Linked DNA regions of Mus musculus: region 2 is linked to region 1. The links are chromatin contacts, called in public Micro-C maps. All regions are on one chromosome and are shown on one strand. The core of a region is the stretch at or near the end of the contact, and the rest is flanking DNA. Distances in the headings are between cores, read along the strand shown.

The links. Hi-C and Micro-C count contacts between places; a contact is called where the count stands out from the background.
Region 2: a contact with region 1 is called in a Micro-C map of the G1E-ER4 cell line. The contact joins two enhancer-like sites. A contact is called at or near these places in 1 of 39 promoter capture datasets (macrophages), 4 of 484 Hi-C or Micro-C datasets (the G1E-ER4 cell line, macrophages, myeloid progenitors and 1 more), 3 of 115 datasets of contacts at active chromatin or transcription factors (CD8 T cells, effector CD8 T cells and microglia) and 3 of 9 other capture datasets (adipose tissue, liver and pancreatic islet).

The regions. Positions count from the first base shown.
Region 1 is chr3:51,670,290-51,677,845 of GRCm38.p6, reverse strand. Mgst2 (microsomal glutathione S-transferase 2) reads right to left here. Exons shown (of 5, transcript NM_174995.3): 3 at 211-281. Among named protein-coding and RNA genes, the nearest start is that of Mgst2, 13 kb to the right of the region's middle. Within about 2 kb of position 3,990, at least 46 of the 459 cell types and tissues checked have an H3K27ac peak or open chromatin away from gene starts, as enhancers often do. A contact at or near this core is called in the G1E-ER4 cell line and myeloid progenitors, where this site is marked.
Region 2 is chr3:51,739,844-51,747,399 of GRCm38.p6, reverse strand. The region is part of intron 2 of Maml3 (mastermind like transcriptional coactivator 3); the gene reads left to right. Among named protein-coding and RNA genes, the nearest start is that of Gm46803, 36 kb to the right of the region's middle. RefSeq lists an enhancer at 7,544-7,556. Within about 2 kb of position 2,984, at least 103 of the 459 cell types and tissues checked have an H3K27ac peak or open chromatin away from gene starts, as enhancers often do. A contact at or near this core is called in the G1E-ER4 cell line and myeloid progenitors, where this site is marked.

The DNA of each region.
Region 1 (7,556 bases), core at 2,741-5,240:
GTGCTAATGTTTGGTTTTATTTTTTAATTCTTGAACTAAATCACATTGAGGCCATCTGAGCACACCTAGAATTTGGATGTATACAGGCATTGCTTCTTATAGTCAAAGTCATTTCCAGCATCAGTAGCCATATGGTCATCTATCTGCCCCTTAATTGTGTTTAAACACCACAGTCATCTTTGGAATGAGTTGACATGCTCTTATAATTACCTTGATTGAAGTACCACCCAGCCATCCACAGCATTACGATGAATACAGGATAAAACTCCAAAGAGTTTTGCCTGGGGGGGGGGGACAAATAAAGATGAAACTTAATCCATGAGGAAACACACACTAATGTATTGATTTTCCATCTACAGGTGGGCGTTCCATCAATTCAAGCAAAAACAATACAAGAACTTACATCAAGAATTTAAAAGATCCTTCCACTTAAAAGGAGTCTTTAGACATGAGATTCAGACATTGCTCAAACCACAGAGCAGGACCAAGAATCATTCTCCTATACCCAAATGGTCACAGTGAAGTGCACCATGGCTCAGATTTTCTAAGAAACAGGCCTCCAGAGCCTAAAGAGATTTCCATACCTTCTCAAGCAACCCAAGAGGCTACTCAATTCACATTAAACATCTTTCTTCTTAAAAATCCTCTCCCACCCTCAGCTTCCCACTTGAGTCTTTAAATAATTCCCCTGAAAGCTTCTAAAAGAAAAGAAATGGACACACTCAATTCCCATTCTATGCAGTGGGAAGGTAAGTCACAAAAGCCATCCTTTTAAGAGCACCAACAGCTCTTGCAGGGGATCCGAGGTCAATCCTAAGCACCCATGAGTCTGTAACTCCAGTTCCGGGAGATCTGATCCTCTCTTCTGGTCTCTGTGTGCACCAGGCACACAAGTGCTGCATACATAGATCTGCATGGAGGCAAAGCAATCATAGACATGAAGTAAAAGTTAAAATGAGTGGACAGTAACGTTCCATTGCCTCTATTTGTCGGAAAGTCAGATGGAGATTTTGATACTATTTCTAGCCCAAGGAAATAGTTCTCTGGGAGCTACAGTTAACCTAGCAGACAAGGGGAAGGTGAGGTGTGGTAGTGACTGGGTTAACTCTAATTTATTAGCTGATAGCTCAGCCAGAGAAGACAGTCTTCTCAGTGCTCGTCTGAGCAAAGTTAAGCAAATGAATCCTGCTGCCGAATCCTGAAGCATGCATGGAAAGTCCTAACCTCCCCGACATAACCATCGAGAACCCTTTGCTCTCTGGGGGCCTGAAATGGGCAGTGTTGATCTCGAAATGCTTCCTTCCCTCTCTTCTCGCCATCTCTTTAAGGCCCAGCAGGGCACCAGTGGCCAGGCAGCTCTCCTCCTCTCCTCCGGAGCCTAAGCGGAGGCTCTAGCACCCAGAGAAGTGGCAAAGATGGTTTTCTCTGTGGCCCTGGCATGGCCCTGGCATGTTTTTGCATGTGATGGGTTTCTAAGTTTGTAAGTAGCTATGGGAGGCTAAGTGAAAAGACACTTTATATATTTCATAGGAAGAATAACAACAGTTAGCTGAAATGAAGACCCTGCTTCCCCGAATTTCCCTTTCCACAGAACCTTTTCCACAGAACAAAGAAGAAGAAAAGCACGGGAGGGTTGTACCCCTTTCCACAGTCAGGGCAATTTCCGGGCCCTTTCTGGAAACATCACCCAACTGGCCCATTCTTTATTAGGTTTCATGATACACCCTAAATTACTCTAGGACGGGAAGACTGAGTTTTCCCACATGTCCTTATTCAAAATTAGCTGTGACATTTTAAACACCTCGGAAGCATCATTCACAAAAGTCTATTTTCAGACTTCTCTTTGCAGTGAATTAATGACCTTGGTGTTGCATTTTGAGGAACAAAGAGATACTACACAGAGCCTCCTAGGCACCCCCAGTTTCACAGTAGGGAAGAGTCTGGGAACCTGTGGTCTCTTTGGGGGTCTGTCCACAGAGGCTGACACACTGATGTGTTTTTGTACCCCTGCATGAAAGAGGGAGGAAGTCTCTTGGAAGAAAAGAGAAACAAGAGCAAAGGGCTGGCGTGGGTCTTCCCTTGTAGCTCAAGCTGGAGAACTCCTTAATGGAGAACCGCCTGGTGTGGCTGGATCACCTTCAGGAAAGGCAGAAAGACAGTACCCAGTCTCAGGTAACAAGGCTTCAATGGAGAGAGAGCCCTGAAATCTCCCCTCCCTCCACTGAGCCCCTAAAGCAGCCCCGGGATGTGGTCCAGTGTTTGGTCCAGGTCACAGCACTGTTCATCATTGAAGGAAGTCAGGACAGAAACTCAAACAGGGCAGGAACCTGGAGGCAGGAGCTGATGCAGAGGCCATAGAGGGATGCTGTTTACTGGCCTACTCAGCCCGCTTTCTTATAGAACGCTAGATTACAGCCCAGAGATAGTGCCACTCACAATGGGCTGGACACTTCCCCGTCAGTTACCAATTAAGAAAATGCCTTACAGTTGGATCTTGTGGAGGCATTTTCTCAATTGAGCTTCCTTCTCTTCAGATAACTCCAGCTTGTGTTGAGATGACATAAAAGTAGCCAGGACACCCAGGTATGGACAATGCTCCGGACCCCAAGGACAATACCAACTGCACTGAGACCAGCCAGTTGCTTGAAGCTGGAATGATGTCACTGGGAACACTGCCAGCTCCCAGAAGTCATCAAAAAAAAAAAAAAAAAAAAAAACAAAAAAAAAAAACAAGAACATTGTGCTAAGATATGGCATGAGCAGGGGGTAGTTAGAGGCCATTGAAATCAGGCAAGAATCGACTGTAGCTCTGTGTATGCTCGTGGAAAGGCAGGTTACTTTGTATTTCTTCATCTTTATCCCCCCAAGAAATGGGTCCCTGTCCTCCTATTACAGGCAGGAGTCACTCTTGGGCTCACTCAACCTCAGACCTTTGCAGACATGCCTCAGACTTTGGTTCCTCTAAGATGCAGTGTATGGGTCAGTCTGCCACAGCAGGGAAGGCTTGACCACCTGTGTGGAGCAAGTGGCTATCCCCTACCCCCCACCCACCCTCACCCCCACCCACCCCAGCTCCTCAGTCAATAAGCAGAAAGAGATGGCTGCTGTGTTTAGCTGGCTTCTTTCTTTGGTACCTTCAATTTAGTCAGAGACCACAGCCCATGGGATGGGTCTTTCCTCTTCAGTTAAACCTCTCAAGAAACAGCCTCGGAGACAAGCTCAGAGGTGTGTCTCCTAAGAGATTCCAAATCCAGTCCGTTTACAGCGATGAGCCATCCCCTGCATCTTTGTCTGTTTCTCGTCATCATCTTTCAGACATCAGAAGTAATTCTCTGGCTGCCAGTTGGGGGTCTCTGCTATTTGTGGCTGTCTACCTGGTAGTATTGCTTCACCTCGAAACACCTGGAGCCCCATTCTGCCTGCTCATTACCACCTCCACCCTGTGACCACACCCTCTCCTGCCAGCAGCACCTCTGAGCCCGGAAAAGCTCCCACAGCACGATGACAAAGCGCAGTGTGCCCTGCGGTAACCGCCAGCGTGAACAGATACACTCAAGTTAAGGGGACCAAATTCTGAAAACTCCCCCACTAACTAAGCTATCAGCTGCTAATTATTTTCACGGACAGGGCAAACCAATATGGAAACAATTTTAGCATCTTTCTAGCTACCTAGACAGCTACACTCTATGCTCTCCTTACAAGGTTCCATAGGAAGATTCCTGTGACCATTCTTCATGACACAGTTAATGATCATCACCTGTCAAATACTCGCTCCCCTCAAATATCCACGGGGGGGAGACCAGCTGTGTCTAGTCATTTTCTGATCACAGCCTCCACGGTGCAGTAGCCCTGACATCCTGTATAGAGGCGGGGGAGGTTGCAGTCACTGTTATAAGCAGATGTCACCAGGGGCCTGGAATTCCACACCAGGAAGAGTAACTGGAAAGGTCTTCGATAGGGGGCCAGTAGGGGGAGCAAGTGTCCTGCTTGGCCTGGACTTGAGATGTTATCTAGAAGGTGGAACTTCAAGTTTTGAAGCCAGTACAGTCCTGATCGGTTGCCCTGGTTTGTCCGGCGCCAAAATGTTTTAGGAGACCTGAGGCTTAAGGGAGAGAATGGCAAAAGCCAGAGAAAAGCTGAGAACTCTGGGTACCGCCGTGGTGATCACGTGCGCTCAGCGTTCCCCCACACTGGGTGGAGCAATGGCTGCAGACTGGGCCTTGCCCGGGGTGACTCCAGTGAGTGGGCAGCCTTCGGCTCCGTGTCTAATGCACACACAGAAGGAAGTAGTCCGAATCCATCCACAGACACTGTGCAGCACGGCCCGCGTGCACAGACTGAGGAGGGCAAATGCACCCCCACAGGTACAAAGGGAGCACTTTGATCAAACTAGGGCAGGGCCGTGTGTGTGTCTGCACAGATCAAACCATATTATAAAACACAGGCTCAAGGCTTCTCAGTCACAGGGAACCACTGTAACACTCTCTCCTGGGCCTCATAAAGACGGAGTCCTGCTACTGCTAGGACCGTAGCTCCACTCAGCAGTCATCCAAGTGTCCACTATGTGCATCAGGGACCCACAAGCAAAGAACTCCAGCTGTTTCCTGGACTTCAACATGGCATGATCCCTATTGCATCAGACAGTCCGTGCCCACTCCAGTTGTGTGTCACGCCTACTGCCTTACACCTCTGGGGCTCAACTGTGACCCCGTGTGACACAACTTCCATTGTGTTAAACCTCTGAGAGTTTGGGACACTCAACTAGGAAACAATACTGTATGTGTTATACATCACACAGAACAAAAGAGATGGGATTCTAAGAACGAATGTGAATAGAAACTGCAGCAGTGCCCTCCCCTCTCTGTGGGCTACTTAGACTGCAGGAGCAGCTCGCAAGTCACAAGTTGTAAGGGACAGGGAAGAGTGCATTCTGATAACAAATAGTACAGCGAAAACAGATAACAGATACAGATTAACAGGAAGGTTAGGGTTAAAACAATAAAGTAGGGAACACCAAGGAAGATAAATAAGAGGGCCAGCAACTAAGAGATAACCAAGTAGATAAGGAGAGAGGGAGGCCAGAGCTCAGAGCTCTGAGCCGGTGTCAGCAGGCCAACTGGCTTCCCTGAGACTCCATCCCCACTCCATTCTTTGGAGAATATATGCAAGGCATGGTTGTCCTGTCATATGACAAACAGTCTACTATTAGGTAAAAAATGACTTCTAACCAGTAATGTCTACCTAGTCTAGAAAGGAGACCACCACGCAGATCACAACATACACAAGACTACGGCCCCACCCCTGGGGGAGAAGAAAGACTGTAGATTCATCTTGGCAGCTGTGATACAAGGTAAATAAGGGAACAATGAAAAGACAGTTTAGTTAACAGCCACCAAGACACCTATAAGGCCAGCGGCTAGCAGGATAAGGGCCAGATAGTCAAGGTCAGCTGCTAATAAGGAATAAGTCAGAGACAGACAGAGTGGGGTAGGGCTTCCACCACCCTTGACTGGGTGGGCAGTGAGCAAACAGTATTAGCATCTCCCACTTTGGGTCGGGGGGCACACAGAGAGTATGGGGGATTCTACTGGCTCTGACCATGACAGCCTGGAAAACCAACGCAACAGAAATTACATTAGTCATTGCCTCATTTCTACCGAAAGTCCTATAAAAACTGCTATACAAAACAATTTAATAATGTTTTTCCCTCTCTGGGGACCACTCCCACTCTCAGGAAGTTCTCTCACTTTTTCCTTACTGACACCCTCCCCCCAATAAAGCCCATATCCCTTTGCTTACCCCGCATCTGGAACTCAAGAACCACTGTCTTCGGGTTGGATTTTGTTGACCATGGATTTTCCAACACCCACTGTGGTAGTTTAAAGAGAGCACACACACACACACACACACACACACACCATCCCCACCCCCCTAGGCTCATCTGTTTAAATGCTTAGTCTTCAGTTTGGTTGAGTGTTTAGGATGAGTTAGGGGGTGTGGCCTGGTTGGTGGTATGTCAATGAGAGTGGGTTTTGAGGTTTTAAAAGCCCATGTCAGGCCCGTTAGCTCTCTCTGCCTCCTACTTGTAGGAGAAACAAGCTCTTAGCTGCTACTCTAGCGCCATACCTGCCTGCCTGTAGCCAAGATCCCAACCATGGTTGTTGTGATGGTTTGAATATGTTTGGCCCAGGAAGTGGCACTATTTGGAGGTATTGCCTTGTTGAAATAAGTGTCACTGTGGGCGTGGCCTTTAAGACCCTCATTCTAGTTGCCTGGAAGTCAGTATTCTGCTAGCAGCCTTCAGATGAAGATGTAGAACTTTCAGCTCCACCTGCACCATGCCTGCCTGGATGCTGCCATGCTCCCACCTTGATGATAATGGACTGAACTTGTGAACCTGTGAGCCAGCCCCAGTTAAATGTTGACCTCATAAGAGTTGCCTTGGTCATGGTGTCTGTTCACAGCAGTAAGTAAGACAATTGTCATGAACTTTGACCAACTGGAACTTTGAGACCCAATAAATCCTTTCTTCTATACATTGCCTTGATTATGGTGTCTTATCACAGCAATTGAACAGTAACTAAGACACCCTAAGTCCCTGAGTCATGCACACTTGGACCAAGGAAAGTCCTGCTGTTCTCAAAACTCATTACTTAGGGTGACCCTCTTGGTGGGAGGGAAGCCTCTGATATGAAACTTTTTTCAGCATCTCTTCTAGTTAATAGATTCCTGAACATACAACGTGAACTTCTGCATGTAACAGCCTCATTCTGGAAGCTGGGGGGGGGGGGGAGCATACTCAAAGCTGGCCAGCCTTAGAACCTTAGGAAAGCTTTTAAAAATAAAGACAGGCCAGGCATTTCAATGAGGCTTTTAAAGATCTTTCCCTCCCCCCTCTGTTTTTGCTGATTCACTCTGACTCAGCAGATGCAAATTCACAGGTGTCAGGGCCTGGTCTGTGAACTTTGGGAAGCAAGAAGTCCTGTGAATTATGACTCTAATCAGAAGGGTCAGAGCGACAGCTTATCATGCTCAGAGAAGGCCTCTGGGTGGGATAAGGGTTACAGGAGTTCATGTATAGGTGGAGACATGTCTATAGGACAGGTTATATGGTGATCCAGACTGTAGTCCCAGCACTCGGGAAACTGAAGCAGGAACTCCAGCCCAACCTGAGCTACAGAGTGAGTGAAGGGACTCTGGCTAGCTCATGCGTGGTGAGCATGACTCTGGCTCGCCTTGCCCTCCTCTCCCATTCCCTCCCCCTTGCTAAAATACCGTTATTCCTAAGGCTAACCACAAAGGTCCATTCCCTTATTTGGCCACTTCCTCCTCCTGAGGCTGACTACCATGGTCCAGCTATCAAAATATTAAAGTCTGACAATCAAAAGCCCCCTTTGGTTCACCTAATTAACATGCCCAATTAAAGTTAAACAACCTCATCCTAGCACAGTGCTTCCCTCTTTAGCTATATAGGCGGCCATTTTCCCATGTGCCATGTCTCTGTCTCCTCTCTATCCAGAGGCAGTCCTTTGTCCCACACTAGGACAAATATTCCT
Region 2 (7,556 bases), core at 1,735-4,234, 71 kb before region 1:
TCAGCTAGGCCTATGTCCCTCTGAAACAAGGACAATCACCGGAGGCTAAGGCTCAAATGCAAGAGCCTGTGGAGTATATTCCACATTCAACAGATAACATGTACCAAGCTGGCGATCATATTCTCAGCCCATTAAAAGAGACAGGGAGCCTCCTACACAGTAGAAAATGTCACCAAGTGATTTCTGTCCTACAGTATACTCTTCATTCTGGTCAGTCACCTTGTCTTGAAGGTGTCAAGAGATTTTGCCCAGTTTTCATCTAGAGGCAGTGTCACCGTGAATGGAATAGCTGGTGTCAAAACAAGTGCCCTGTGTCCCATGTTCCAGCCGGGAAGTAGGCTTAGTTTGTGGTCAGTGGCCTGAAAGTAAAGCCACACTTCAATGCACTGTGTGAAGCCGGAGTCTCGCTGCTTCGTCCCCCATTTGCCTACCTAGGAAATTAGGGCAATAATTAATCCTGCCTAATGCAGGAGAACAAATGGGGCCAGTGGAGAGAAAAAGAGCCATGATGGGTGTGCAGTGCAGATGATGTGCAGAAAATCGCTCTGGGACCATTGAAAGGAAGCGCCTGCCGTAAAACCAGTCCAGCCACAGCACCGGGATTTTGAGGCTCGCCAAAATTAAACTGTATGAAGTTTACCAAATGTAACAGTATGACCCTGCCTTTCAAAATGTACGGCTCCCCTGTTTTGTGTCTGTTGGTCAGCAGATAGACTCTCCTGCTCATGTGCTTCCGCTAAAAGATCAGCAACCAGGCTGTGCCTCTCGAAACTGCGATCCCAGCCCAAATAGGAAAAGGTGGTTACATTGTTACACGTCACAGAATGTTTCTGGGGTTGCCTCGGCAACTGCCCCTCATAATTTGTTTTTACTATTGAGGTGTAACATCTTGAGGGTCGTTAAGTAAATGAAGAATTTAAAAACTAGATTGGAGGTGCATATCTTTAATCCCTTTAGAAGATGAGGCAGCCTTCTTAGAAGTGGGAACAAAACACCCTTGGAAGGAGTTACAGAGACAAAGTTTGGAGCTGAGATGAAAGGATGGACCATGTAGAGACTGCCATATCCAGGGATCCATCCCATAATCAGCTTCCAAACGCTGACACCATTGCATACACTAGCAAGATTTTGCTGAAAGGACCCAGATATAGCTGTCTCTTGTGAGACTATCCTGGGGCCTAGCAAACACAGAAGTGGATGCTCACAGTCAGCTATTGGATGGATCACAGGGCCCCCAATGGAGGAACTAGAGAAAGCACCCAAGGAACTAAAGGGAACTGCAACCCTGTAGGTGGAACAACAATATGAACTAACCAGTACCCCAGAGCTCTTGATTCTAGCTGCATATGTATTAAAAGATGGCCTAGTCGGCCATCTTTTAATACATCACTTTTTTAATACATCACTGGAAAGAGAGACTTGCAAACTTTATATGCCCCAGTACAGGGGAACGCCAGGGCCAAAAAGTGGGAGTGGGTGGATAGGGGAGTGGGGGGTGGGTATGGGGGACTTTTGGGATAGCATTGGAAATGTAAATGAGGAAAATACCTAATAAAAATTTTTTAAAAAAAGAAGATGAGGCAGGAGGATCACAAGTTGACACTAGGCTGGGCTACATAGCAAGACCTTGTCCCAAAAGTGAAAAAAAGAAAAAACAAAAAAAACAAAAAAAAAAAAACAGGAATTCGTAGTACCTGTCACAAGCAGCATCCAGAGAGCGATGCACTTGGGACTCCAGCCAGTTCATTGGCTGGAATGACAGTTTGGAAGACTGAGCATCCTAAAAGGGTAAAGCAAAGACTTTGATGGCTATCCTGAGCAGGGGAAGGTTATCACAGCCTCTGTAGTTCTTGGTCCTCAAAACACCTGCGTAGTCACATACAGATGATAAAAAACAAGTTTGTTACAACTGCGCGTAGCAGTGGGAGGGGCTCATACAAGGTAAACACCCTCTGGTCTCTTGTTGCTGGGTTGAAGACACACATGGCTCAATGTTTCTAAAGGGAAATACAAGGTGGACACTTTGTCTCGGGTTTCAGGGTGTTTGCACCACAGCCCGGGTGGCAATATTTGTGTTTCCCTGCGGTCTAGGAAGATACCGGATGCTAGAGACTGGCCACATTCTAGCAGAGTCAGTTAGCACTTTTACCACAAAGGTTATCGTGACCTCAGAATCAGGGGACAAAGAAGGGCTTCTTGGTACCAGTTTGGTTTTCTGAATTGCAGTTGTCTGTTAGAACATTCTGGGAAGTGAGGACTGATGTGTTGTCATATAGCCCAACACAGAAGTCATTAGCCGCATATAGCTAAGAACACTTGGAAAGTGGCTGCAGTAGCAGCTTTTTTTTTTTTTAAGACCAAAGAGAAAATTTCAATTATATGTATACATGGGGGTGGGTATGGGCATCCCATAGGTGTCTGGGGAGGCCAGAAGTGTTAGCTAGCTCCCCTGGAGCCAGAGCTGTAGGACATTTGGGGGTCACTAGGCATGGGTGCTGCGAACCAACTGCAGGTCCCCCAACCAAGCATTATATGTTTTTAGCCACTGAGACTTCTCTCCAGCCCTTGGGTTTTTAAGATTAAATGATTAACTTAGTGGACAGCGGGGCTCGGATTTTTGTTCCCTCTTGAGAAACAGGATAGGCAAAATGGCTGCACTTGAGGCGATGCAGAGACGCTAAGAATGTACAGAGCCCAGGAGCTGGCAGAAAGCAGCACTCACACAAACAGCAGATGACTTGTGCCCTCCAAGATAAGGAAGATGGATCTGTGACAGACAGGCTTCCTTTTCCTGTCACCTCCCCGCCTCCACACACTCTAACTGCTGCAAGTGGAGAACTGGGTCTACACAGTCAAGCCTGGTTACCGTCAAGCTCAATTTACCATGACTTTTATTTTCCAATAAGCAATCTGGCCAGCTGTGGCTAGAAATGAAATCACCAAAGTGCCAGCCCCCTCCTCCCCCCACTCTGGTTATTGATTTATAAAGAACCTCTTCCATGTTCCAGGCTGTCATCATCACCAACAGTCACATGTAATGCCAGCAAATCCCATGGCATGGACAGAGTCCACAATTTATTTCTTTCAACAGGCAATAAATATTACCTTGTATTCCTAGATTTAAAATAAGTTTATTGCTTTTTTTTAGAAACAATCTTAAATGTAAAAGAGAGATTTAAAAACAACAGCTAACATTGTGACCACTAACTAGGGTTTTAAGAGCAAAGATCACAAATTAATTTTTTAATGAAATTTCTGAATGTACAAACATTGTTTTCGATTTCGTTGGCAGCTCTAGTAAGACCATTCTAAGAAGTCTATATGTCAGGAAAGCATCAATGTTTATAGAACCCTCAAAGACTGCCCTTGAGCTCTGTACAGAAATTAGGGTCCAGAATGACTCAGAAGACTCTGGCCATGCTGGAAAGGTCTTGGCTGACTGACTGGGGCCTTGGTAAACTGTTGCATGCAGAATGTCTATTCCTATCTTGATTCAAAGTAGGCTCTCTACCGCCAAAATCAGGACTGCTCACAGCCTTTCTAAGAAACTAGAACTACAAGGGCCTTTTAAATGTCCCGGGGAGGGCAGGGTGTAAGACAAGGAAAGGTGTCCCAGCTTCAGGAAGAGTGAGACGCAGCCTAGCCTCTTGGGTCCTTTATGAAGAAGGACAATGGGAGCCGCAGTTTATCCTGATGGGTAGGTAATACACTTGGAGGCCTTTTTTGTTTTGTTTTGTTTGTTTGTCCTGCAGCTGTGTATTAGTCACATTGTTGTTGCTGTGACAAAACACCACAGCCAAAAGCAACTTCTGGCAGAGGGATGAGGGTCTAGCATGGCGGGGAGCATGGCAGCCAGCAGCGTGCATGGCAACCGGATGAGGAAGCCGAGATCGCATATGCAAACACATCGTATGGCAAGCAGAAAGCGGGGTGAACAAACTGGAGCAGTCTGGCGGCCACTCCCGTGACATGCTTCCTGCAGCAAAATCCCAATGGTGCGGCCAGCGGGGACCAAGGATTCACATGCATAAGCTAACGGAGAGCATTCCCCATGGAGATCACCACAGGCGGGTAGCCAGGTGTCCTGTGCGCGTTACATAGCTATGTCTACAGCATGATACACAGTCTGTGCTATTTCATCTTTTCCTCTCTAATGTGAGGAAAAGAAGGTTTCGTGAGGCCAAGGAACCTGCCTGTCATGTATAGCAATGTGAAATTGAGTTGAGCCTCTAATGTGTCAGATCTCTACAAAACTGGAGCTTTGGAAGACTAAGCTGTTGGCCAAGACTCAAGTTTCTTCCTTTTTGGGGTAATGAGGTTGGGGTTATAATTTAATTACAGTATTTCTCCCTTCCCTTTCCTCCCTCTAGACCCACCCATAAGCCTCCCCTCTCTGCTTCAAATCCATGTCCCCTTTTTCACTAATCGCTAATGCATGCATATATGGATATATATATATTCTCTAAATATAACACGTTTGGTCTGTATAACGCTGCCTGTGTGTATATTTTCAGCGCTGACCATTTGCCACTGTGGCTGGTCTGCTCTTCCTTTGAGAAGGCCACCTCTCCCACGCCCAGCTTCCCTCGTTTGCCTGTGTAGTTCTGTGGGTAGGAGTGAGGCCTCGTGGGCTTTTCTCCATCCTGTTTGGGCATGTCCATCGGTGTCATGCTTGTTCAGCAGATGCTTCTGACATCACTGGGAGACAAATCTCACAGCAAGCTCCCTGATCCTCTGGCTCTGGCCATCTTTCTGCCTTATCTTCCGCACCGTTCCTTGAGCCTTGGGCCCACCCCAGCTTCTATCTGAAACCACGGTGGAGGATAAGATGCTCACTGCCAAGGTGGATAGACCTACAGTGGTCTCTCAGGAGTGATCAAGCAAGAACCAAAAGTTTCATGTTGACATACTAAGCCAGGATCCCTATCAGTCTGCCTGTCGTTTGTATAGTCCTGCCATTCCAGAGTCTTCCATCCATCTGACTGAAGGCTCTCACTGTTGTTCTTGTTAGTGCCACCTGCCCAGTACACCAGTTGAGGGGTACCCCTCTAAAACCTTCCTGCATCCAAACCTTTCCCCATCATCCTTAATCTTTACCTTCCAAAATAAGCCATCTGACCTGAATATGCTGCACAAAGCCCCTTAGGAAAGGAAAGGGTTTATGCCCGCCTACAACTCCAGATCACAGCCATCCTTGAGGGAAGTACTCCATCAAGAGCTAGCGGGCAGGCCTGCTTGCTGTTCCACACAGCACCACATCCACCGAGGAACTCACTTCCCAACCCAGAAGTGCTTACTGCAGGAGCCAGAGGACGCTGCCCGCTAGCAGCATGGTCTATACGCCTTCTTACATGGAGCCGGAGCTGCCCGCAGTGGGCGCTAGCCTTTCTGTGTCAGTGAACAATCAAGACAGCTGCACACATACACTCTGCTCTAGGAATTCCTGCGCAGTGGCTGTCCTCCAGATGACTCTAGGCTTCGTCAAGGTGACAGTTAAAGCTAATCAGGACAGATGCCTAATAAAACTCTAGCACTGGTTACACCCTGCCTTTTGCTCTTTTCAGGCTGTCCCTTTTCACACAGACCCCGCCTGTCTGATCCCTACCCTGTGTTCTCTTTCCCCTTGCTGCTGTGTGTACCCATCCAGGGCCATTCTGTTCCATTTGCGTGGGGGTGGGGTGGGGGTGTCACAGTCTTTCAGTTTTCAAGTGTCTGCTCTGAGTGTCACCTGCATCCTTTCTCTGTAGGAGGCACCCAAAGAGGAGTGGAGGAAAAATCCCCTATGTACCTGAAATTCTCTGCCAAAATGTCCAAAAACAGCCCAGGAGCCCTGCTGCAGTCGGCGGCTTTGTCATTCTCTGCTGAGCTCCTGAGTGTGCTTGCTAGGTGACTCCTCACTGTCAGTCATTCCCTTAGCCCTTCCAGGAAAAGTCCAAAGGAAATGCCAAAGCAGAAGGGATGTGCAGGCGTCTGTGTCCTTGTGTCCAGACAGAAGCTACATCGAGAATGAGTGCCTCTCCCCCCCACCCCATCAGGTCTCAAGCAAAAATACTCCTTTATACTGGGCAGTATCACAGTTACCTGCTTGCCAGTCCTAACCATTCTGCAACAAAGTACAATAAAAATTAATATTCTCAAATAAGATTAGAACCAGATACCATAAATTAACTGCAGCTGGCCTCATAGAACTGTTGATTTATAAAAAATAATCATTATTTCATCCTATATGAATTGGAAAATTATCTATGCATTTATCGTTTGCCCTGGGCTAATACATTCAGATTTGGTGTGCTGTTTGGTGGGGAATGTTTATGTAAGTAAGATTTTAATTTTCCGTAATAAGTTGAATGGTGGGGGGGGGGCAGACTTTATCCGATTCTGTTTGGCTATGCCTTCTTTCCTACAGTGGAAGGAAGGCACAGTGTCTCCTCACTGTTGTGAGTTATACTTTCAGTGAAAGAGAACTGAAATATTTCCCAGGCAGCTGAAAATCTCAAAAAGCTTTAACTGAGCTGAAGATAACAGGCTTTTAGGGAAGAAAGTATATGTGTGTGCGCGTGTGCGTGTGCGTGTGTGTGTGTGTCTCCGTGTCCGTGTCCGTGTGTGCTCATGCATGAGAGAGAGAGAGGAGGGAGAGAATGAGAGAGAGACAGAGAGACAGAGAGAGATGGAGAGAGAATGAGTGAGACAGACAGACAGAGCAGAGCAGATGTACAGACTAGAGGACAGTCTTGGTTGTCCTTGCTCCCAGCTTGCTTTGAGCAGAGTCTCTTATTGATCACCACTGTAGAAGTCCGGCTAGCTGGAGGTGTTGTCCTGTCTCTGCCTTCCATCTCACCGCAAGTGAATCAAGGTTTCAGGTGCCTTCTAACACATCTGTCTGCCTTTTGTGGGTCTGGGGATCTGAGCTGTGATCTTCAGGCTTGCCTGGTAAGAATCTTATCCACTGAGCCATCTCTCCCAGCCTGGTAGCAGGCTTTTGAGGGAACCCTGGGTGTGATTGAAAAAATGTTGGAGAACAGGATGGCTCCACTGGTGAAATCACTTTGCCACCGAGCTTGGTGATCGAGTTTCCTCCTCAGAAATCTTCAAGGTGGAAGGAGAGAACTGGCTAACCTCCACAGTGCCCCTAAATAATAAATACATGAAAAATGAAATGTTTTTAAGAGTATGTGTATGTGTATATATATGTGTGTGTGTATGTGTGTGATGTGTATACACACACACATACACACACACACACACACACACACACACACACACACACACACATCTACATGATGTTGGATTAGGATGCATGCACAAAGCCCTGGGTTTGATGTTCAGAAAAGCAAGATGGAGGGAGGGAGGGAGGGAGGGAAAGAGGGAGGGAGGGAGGGAGGGAGGGAGAAGGGGAGGGAGAGAGGGAGGGAGAAGGGGAGGGAGAAGGGGAGGGAGAGAGGGAAGATAAGATGTCCACTGTGTTTTGCACAAGACAAAGGATGATAAGAATTATCTAATCAGATATACAGAGAAGATATCAAGAAGAACAAGGAAATAAAGATGTGTTGGAAAGC